Linked DNA regions of Zea mays: regions 1 and 3 are each linked to region 2. The links are chromatin contacts, called in public Hi-C maps. All regions are on one chromosome and are shown on one strand. Each heading gives the region's core, a stretch centred on a gene start, on an enhancer-like site or on the middle of the called end of the contact. The rest is flanking DNA. Distances are from core to core; before and after follow the strand shown.

What was found. Hi-C and Micro-C count contacts between places; a contact is called where the count stands out from the background.
Region 1: a contact with region 2 is called in a Hi-C map of ear, with 3 times the contacts expected there. The contact joins the promoter of LOC732750 here to the promoter of LOC103627235 in region 2. A contact is called at or near these places in 4 of 25 Hi-C or Micro-C datasets (ear, leaf and tassel).
Region 3: a Hi-C map of leaf shows a contact between it and region 2, with 4 times the contacts expected there. The contact joins the promoter of LOC542238 here to the promoter of LOC103627235 in region 2. A contact is called at or near these places in 3 of 25 Hi-C or Micro-C datasets (ear, leaf and tassel).

What each region holds. Positions count from the first base shown.
Region 1 is chr5:171,841,834-171,844,533 of Zm-B73-REFERENCE-NAM-5.0, reverse strand. LOC732750 reads left to right here and starts at 1,410. Exons shown (of 1, transcript NM_001112379.2): 1 at 1,410-2,700. The coding sequence starts at 1,775.
Region 2 is chr5:171,978,061-171,980,760 of Zm-B73-REFERENCE-NAM-5.0, reverse strand. It overlaps LOC103627235 (pentatricopeptide repeat-containing protein), which reads left to right and starts at 1,428. Exons shown (of 1, transcript XM_008647524.4): 1 at 1,428-2,700. The coding sequence starts at 1,572.
Region 3 is chr5:171,768,413-171,771,112 of Zm-B73-REFERENCE-NAM-5.0, reverse strand. It overlaps LOC542238 (amylose extender 1), which reads left to right and starts at 1,304. Exons shown (of 22, transcript NM_001426901.1): 1 at 1,304-1,518; 2 at 1,625-1,770; 3 at 2,015-2,169. The coding sequence starts at 1,407.

The DNA of each region.
Region 1 (2,700 bases), core at 161-2,660, 140 kb after region 2:
CATCTTAGGATTTAGGGCGGGCGCATTTCGCCACCCAGCCGGGAATTTCCTCTCCGACACACGTATCTTAATATTTACAAATAAACAATAATTATATTTGAATAAATATCTCAATACTTATTTATATGATATATAACAATCGTAGCAAAGCACATGCAAATGGTCAGTCAGTAATTACGAAGGAATAACGAGCTATTCATACATGATAATGTGTTAGAACTAGAGAGCGAGAAACGAACTATTCATATTTCTAATAAATACTCTCTCTATCCTAAATTAAAATTCGTTTTAGATAATTAATAAATCCATATAATATTTGATGTGTGTTTTACTCACGTGTCTAGATTCATCATCGTCCATTTAAATATAGACATAAAAAACAAGTGCTAAAACGACTAATATTTTAAGACAAAAGTAGTAGTATACATGTCATATTTAAACACTTACATGTTAGAGAGAATATGTGAAAAACACTTATTTACGTTTGTAGGAACTAAAGTTTTATTATGTGTCCTATCAAATATTTATATGTCAAATATAAGCATTAAATATAATTTAATTATAAAAGTATTTATATAGGTAAAGATGAGACAAAAATTTAAAACCTAACTAATCTATAATTAGTAAATATTTACTGTAGCATCATATTAGTAAATCATAGAATAGTTAGGTTTACTAGATTCGTCTTGTGGTTTAGTTTTATAATTAGTTTTATTATTAAATTATAATTTAATACTTGTACCTCGTATCTAAATATTCGATGTGTTTAGCAGAGGGAAAACAACGAGTCATTAATTCTCAACTAGAGGCAAAGCTCGGTTGTCCTCTCCAAAAGGAACGGCAACTTTCGTTTCTGCAATTTACCAAGAATGCTACGTTCCAATTTTTCTATAATTATATGGCTTAATCTCGTCCACGTGGATAGTAGTACCACGAGTAAAAATAATCAAAATAACCTACTGTATACGCGCCGTGAAAGCCGTGCAGTCTCTGCACATAGGAAGACTCGCCGTGCCGCATTTATCTCGGTCCCGTATCCCAAGAACTCATCAACAGTGGAGAGTTGAAATCACCGTGACCATCAATCAGACCATGAATAAAACTCCAGTAGCGTACAGTATTGGAATAAATAAAGAATAATAAAGAATACTGGGAAGGTTACACGCCGGGCCTGGACAAGAACGAGATGGCCGCCCGGTTTGCCGGCCCGGAAGACGTGCGAGCACGCAGTACGCACACACGGTCCAGGCCTCCATCCAACAACCCCAGGCGGAGTGGCAAACGCGACGCCCGCACGCCAAACGGCACGGCACCGCACGTCCACCACTTCTCCGGCGCCCTCCTCCCCAACGCCCGCCCCAAAATTTCCCGGCGGTCCGGCCGGCCGAAGCCGCGAAACCAAACCCGGGTCAACAGCCGACAGCCCATTGTCCAGACTCATAAGAGAGACGAAGCCCATAAAGAAAAGGGATTCACCGGCTCACCGCTCACATAAACACACACCCCGCTTCCTCTTTCCCCTATTCCCGACACCACTCACACGGTCACACCCTCGCATCCTGCGATCCCATATCAATTCCCGTCCCCACTCGCCGTCGACGCAGGTCGCACTCCAGCTCCAGCGCGCCGCGCGGTGCTGCTCTCCCCGCCCATGTGACGCGAGTCGCGCCCCGCCCCCCACAGTCAGCAGTCCGAGACCCCAATCCGCGGCGCCGGGCGGGGGGAACCAGGAGTGGGCAATAAAAAACCGAGGATTCCGTCCTCTGTGGCGGGGATGGGCCAGGAGGGGATGGGGTACAACAGCAAGGGGGGAGGAGGAGGCGGCGGCGGCGGGGGAGGGCTGCCGATGACGGCGCCGCGGCCGCGGGGCGCGTCGCCGCTCCACCACAGCCGGTCGCGCAAGATCCACCGCACTTTCAACAACCTCAAGATTACCGTGCTCTGCGGCCTCGTCACCATCCTCGTCCTCCGGGGCACCATCGGCCTCAACCTCTCCCTCCCCTCGCAGCCCTCCGACGCCGAAGCGCTCGCGGACGCCAAGGCCGTCGAGGACATCGACCGCATCCTCCGCGAGATCCGCTCCGACTCCGGCCCCGACCCCGACGACGAGGGCGACTTCGGCGCCGCCTCTGGCTTCAACGCCACCGCGCTCAGCGCCACCGAGGCCGCCGCCGCGTACGCGGCCGCGGTCGGCAAATACGCGCTCGGGCCCAAGATCTCCGACTGGGACGCGCAGCGCCGACGGTGGCTGGCCCAGAACCCTGGCTTCCCGGCCACCCTTGCCGGGGGCAAGCCCAGGATTATGCTCGTAACCGGCTCGCAGCCGGGGCCCTGCGACAACCCGCTCGGCGACCACTACCTGCTCAAGACTACCAAGAATAAGATCGATTACTGCCGCCTCCATGGCATCGAGATCGTCCACAACCTCGCGCACCTTGACAACGAGCTCGCCGGATACTGGGCCAAATTGCCGCTGCTCCGCCGCCTCATGCTCTCCCACCCGGAGGTCGAGTGGATCTGGTGGATGGACAGCGACGCGCTCTTCACCGACATGTCGTTCGAGCTGCCCCTGTCACGCTACGACGGCCACAACCTCATCATCCACGGCTACCAGGACCTCCTCTTCGAGAAGCACTCCTGGATTGCACTCAACACCGGCAGCTTCCTCTTCAGGAATTGCCAGTGGTCGCTTGACCTCCT
Region 2 (2,700 bases), core at 179-2,678:
CATTGTGATATTTATCATTAATTATGATCTCTTATTTGATTTGTATGATATCTACTTATACTTAGTAACTAGTAGTAAACTTTCGATCAACTTGTTAAAAACAACGCGCAGCCTTAACGATTCTCTTTAGTAAGCCTCACATTTCACATGACCCCACCGTAAGTAAACTCATGCACATTATTCCCCACAACCTGTTGAACGATGAACGTATGTGAACTCACTCTTGTTGTACTCACCCTCAGGTCAAGAACATGTACCGCAAGATAAGGAGCATGAAGGATGTCGCGATGAATTCATGAGAGGTCTAGACCGTCGTCTCCTAGTCAACTATGATTGTGGAGGATCGTTGTCTTCATATGATGTAATTATTTAGCTATTTTGTACAGAACTCCTATTCGATAATAAAGATGTGGCATTCGTTTCTGTACCACGAGTCATCATATGTGTGAGATTTGATCCCAGCACACATTTGTTTGCGCTCGGGTTTGCTATTAAATCTGGGTGTGACGGCTTCAACAGCTCCTAGGCCACTTAGGGCTATAAAAGGAACCCCCCTAAGCGCCATGGAGCAGAACCAAAGCACCCTTTGAGTACACTACAACTCTGAATCTTTGCACCACGTTGTTGACTTGTTAGAGAGAGATTTGGGCGCGTTCTTGAGTTGTAACTTTGTCGTGTTGATTCGTGTGCTCTTCCTTTTTTGTTGTGTGCGTGTTCTTGCTGCGTTGTGCTATTGTGTGCGTTTCTACTCCCATCCTTATTCCGGTTTTGATTGTAATCAACTGTGCAATGCGTCAGAGACTCCAATATGTGGAGATTCCTCGTAAAGGGATATTGATATAAGGAAGACATATGTGAAACTCAAATGTGATCTTTGGATCACTTGAGAGGGGTTGAGTGCAACACTTGAACAAAGGAGGTTAACACAACGTGGAGTAGGCATTGGCTGATCCACTGTAAAAATCGTTGTGTCACTTGTTCATTTTACTTATTGTGATTATTGTCTTTGAGTTCTCTACTCACTTGCATTATTACTCCTAAATTTAATACTCATCTTGAAGAAGCAATCAAGTAAAGGAGTTCTCTACTCACTTGCATGTCCCGGGTAAGCATGCAAGGATGGTATTAACCAAAGTTTACATTCACTACCTAAACTAATGATAGAATATCCTTTGGATAATGTTGTTGTAGATGCTCTTGGAGCTAATTTGGCTCTCGTAAGCTGGCGAGGAGCTTGTTCCCAGCGCCGCGAGGCAAGCTCCGAAGCTCAGCAAAAACAACCAATGAACCAATCACGCTGCTGTGCCGAGGGCTGAGGCTGCTCCCGAGGAGGACGGATGGGCGACGACGTGCAAAACTACAAACAAATGCATCGAAGGGCGAAGGAAAGTTGTCTCAATGCGTGGGCCTTGGCTGGCATGGGCTGGAGGCCCAGAAATAGATGACCGCATCGTAAGAAAAACAAGGAGTGGAGAGGAGAGCCCAACTAAAATAAACCTTATCCCCGTCGTCCTCCTGTCCACTCCATTCAGACCCTCGTGACGTCTCCGATCGCAGCGATTCAGCCTCCAATGGCGCTTCCTCCTCCTCCTCACTCGCTGCCGCGCGCTTCCAGCTTCACGAGCAGCGCCGTCACCCCCGAGTCCCCACGCAGGGGCAGCCACAGACCCAATAATACGTTCGTCCCAAACGCCTCCACCACTGCCGCCGCCGCGGCGCAGCTCTCGCTGCTCCGCGCCCACGCCCGCGCCGGCCGGATGCAGCCCGCGCGGGAGGTGTTCGACGCAATGCCGGATCGAGGGAGGTCCCTCGTCGCCTGGACCACGCTCATGTCCGGGTACGCCACCCACGGCCCAGCCTCCGAGGCGCTCGAGCTGCTCCTCTGCATGCTCGGCCTTCTCGTCAGACCAGACGCCTTCGTCTTCTCCGTCGCGCTGCGCGCCTGCGCCGCCGTGGGGAGCCTCCGGCTCGGCAGGCAGCTCCACGGCGCCGTCGCCAAGCTCGGGTACGTGGGCGTTGACCTCTTCGTGGCCAACGGCCTCGTCACCATGTACTCGAGCTGCCAGTCCCTCCCCTGCGCCGAGAAGGTCTTCGGCAGTATCGCCTCTCCTGACCTGGTCTCGTGGACCTCCATGCTCAGTGCGTACACCGAGAACGGACGTGACGCCGAAGCACTGGTGCTGTTCATGGAGATGGCCCGTGGTGGCGTCGCTTGCGACGCTTTTACGCTGTCGGTGGCGCTAAGGGCAGCTTCGAGTCTGGGTCACGTGGGAGTGGGGCTGGGCCATCAGCTACACTGCTGCATGATCAAGATGGGGTTGGTCGGCAAGGAGTTCCTGGATAACTGTCTGATTGGGTTCTACGGACGGTCAGGTGAACTGCAGCTGATGAGGAACGTGTTCGATGAGATGAATGGCAAAGATTTGGTTTCTTGGAACACCGTAATCCAGTGCTATGCGGAAAACCTGTGCCACGAAGAAGCCTCAGCTCATTTTCGTGCTATGATGTTTGAATTCGCAGAGTGCGACGAGTTTACGCTCGGCAGCATTCTTCAGGTCGTGACCAGAACTGGTGCTTTTGGTCATGGTATGGAAATACACGGCTACCTCATCAGAGCCGGTTTGGACTCCGACAAGCACGTTATGAGCGCTCTCATGGATATGTACGTCAATTGGGCGAGTCTTGGTAAGACGCACCGGG
Region 3 (2,700 bases), core at 55-2,554, 210 kb after region 2:
GAAGGTGAAGTGGCAGATCTTGCTTAGTCTCCCATGTTTCTCGGTGCGGAAGCAATAAAAAATAATTATAACTTGTATGACCCTACATAACTTTATTAGGGATAGTGCTATACACAACCACGACTTGGAAATTTTGTGTCTGGGAAGCATGTAACTGATGTAGGGGTAACAGAAACTAGTAGTGGACCATTAGGTGAGTTAGACACGAGTGAGTTTCCAGATGACATTTATGCTGCGCTAGTGACATGACCTACCATTTGTATTTCATAGATGTGGCATGAACATGTTTATGTTGTAATGTTCTACGTCAGTGCATTATGTAATTGTGTAATTAATTTAAGGTTGCCCTAGTAGCAATGAAATACAAATCTCCATCGGGATCGGAGGGAATTAAGGTGAAAATGAACTTATTTTCTCTCCAACCCCTTCAATCTCGAAGGGGATTTGAGTTTCCAAACTAGATCCTAAAAGCAAGTATAATAAGGTGATGTAGGCGAGCTGTAGGATATAACACATCAGATTTGTGATGATATGAAAGAAAAAAAATGAAGAGAGAATGAAAGCGAACTGTTGCTCACGGACTCTAAGATATAATATAAGAGGAAGAGATGAGCTAAGTATTAAATGTATAAATATATTTTTAGTTAGTTATATATGATAGGACAATATCATAAAACTCACTTTGTGCCATATCGTTAAACTTGCTGTAGCTTCACCGTTAATCGATAAAAAATATTAAAAAAGCATCTCCCGTTTGCTCGACTGCTCGAGTGTGCAAAAAAAAAGGCACGACGGACCCGCGCGCTGACGCGGTGAGCCGCAAGTCCGCAACGGCGCGGCCGCGCGCTAGGAAAAAAGCCTCGCCCGTGAAGCGAACTCCCTCTCCTTCGACCTTCGTTCTTCCACTGCGGCCTGCGCGACCCGTGCAGCTGCGCGCTCCACCTGGCCGCGCCTGGGGCCCACACCGCCTGGCATCTGGAGCATTGCCCCCGGACTTCGCGCGGCCGCCCGCAGCCCCGCTCCCCACCGAAAAGCGAAGCGCGATTGCCATCCCCACGCCACCGCGAAGCACAAGGTCCCCGCCCTGCACGATCAGCAGGACCTCGCCACGCCGCCGCTGGAGCTGCGCGTGCGCGTGTGCGCTTGGACCGACGCGCAACGGCCTGCCTCGACCGCCCGTGCACGCCACTGCTCATGCAGCCGTCCGCCTCGCCCCCGCCCCGAACTGCCGAGGTCGCGTGAACGCCCACTCCCCTCACCGCTCGTCTCCGTGCTATATAGGCAGCCCGCGCCCCTCCTAATTGTAGCCCTGCAGTCACCCAGAGCAGACCCGGATTTCGCTCTTGCGGTCGCTGGGGTTTTAGCATTGGCTGATCAGTTCGATCCGATCCGGCTGCGAAGGCGAGATGGCGTTCGCGGTTTCTGGGGCGGTGCTCGGTGGGGCCGTAAGGGCTCCCCGACTCACCGGCGGCGGGGAGGGTAGTCTAGTCTTCCGGCACACCGGCCTCTTCTTAACTCGTAATGATCCTGCAACTCCTCCTCCCTCTCTGATCAAGTGTGGGCCTGATTCGGGTCTGTATGCGAGTGTTGTGGTGGTGAACTGGTGAATTGGTGATGCATGCAGGGGGTGCTCGAGTTGGATGTTCGGGGACGCACGGGGCCATGCGCGCGGCGGCCGCGGCCAGGAAGGCGGTCATGGTTCCTGAGGGCGAGAATGATGGCCTCGCATCAAGGGCTGACTCGGCTCAATTCCAGTCGGATGAACTGGAGGTTCGTCATCCACTCGTCACTTTCATGCATTTTATCACATAATTCACCTGAAAGTCTACATCTACATGCATTTCTGATTTTTACCTCTTTTTGGATGCTATTTGAGAACAATGAGACACACGATTAGTGAGATGCCCAAACGGTTAAACGTTCCATGGAGCTCCACAAGTCTGTACTGTACCACCATTTAGAGTTGTCCATACAATCGTCTTCTGAACATTTCGTCTCTTCGGCACGGTTCCAGGTACCAGACATTTCTGAAGAGACAACGTGCGGTGCTGGTGTGGCTGATGCTCAAGCCTTGAACAGAGTTCGAGTGGTCCCCCCACCAAGCGATGGACAAAAAATATTCCAGATTGACCCCATGTTGCAAGGCTATAAGTACCATCTTGAGTATCGGTATGTATTACTTGCTTCTACTGCACCACTACTGAACATTTCAAGACGTTCCCGTCTGTCATGATATATATAAGGGTGTGTTTGGTTGGGGAGTGAGGGAGAATAGAGTGGTTCCATTCTAATTTTCTGGACGTTTAGTTTCCAACAAAATAAGAGTGGAGCGGCTCCTGGATCTCCATATGGAAATTTACTATAAGTAGTTGGAACGCTCCCGCTCCACAAAAACGACCGGATGCGAGCGCTCTCTCGGACGTGAGCGCTCTCCTGGCTCTCCTCCCCTCTACACTCATACGGCTCTCAAACCAAACAAAGAATGGAATGACTCCGCTCTATTCTCGTGACAAGATTCTCGTGTTATCTTAATTCTTGCATACTTTTAGGTGCGTTTGGTTGGGGAGCCACTGGGATGGAGCGGCTCCATTCCAGTTTCTAAAAATTGAGCCATTTCATTCTGTGTTTGACAAGCAGAACGGAACCACTTCATTTTTTGTTTGGTTGAAGAGTAGAATAGAGCGGAGCCGCTCCATTTAT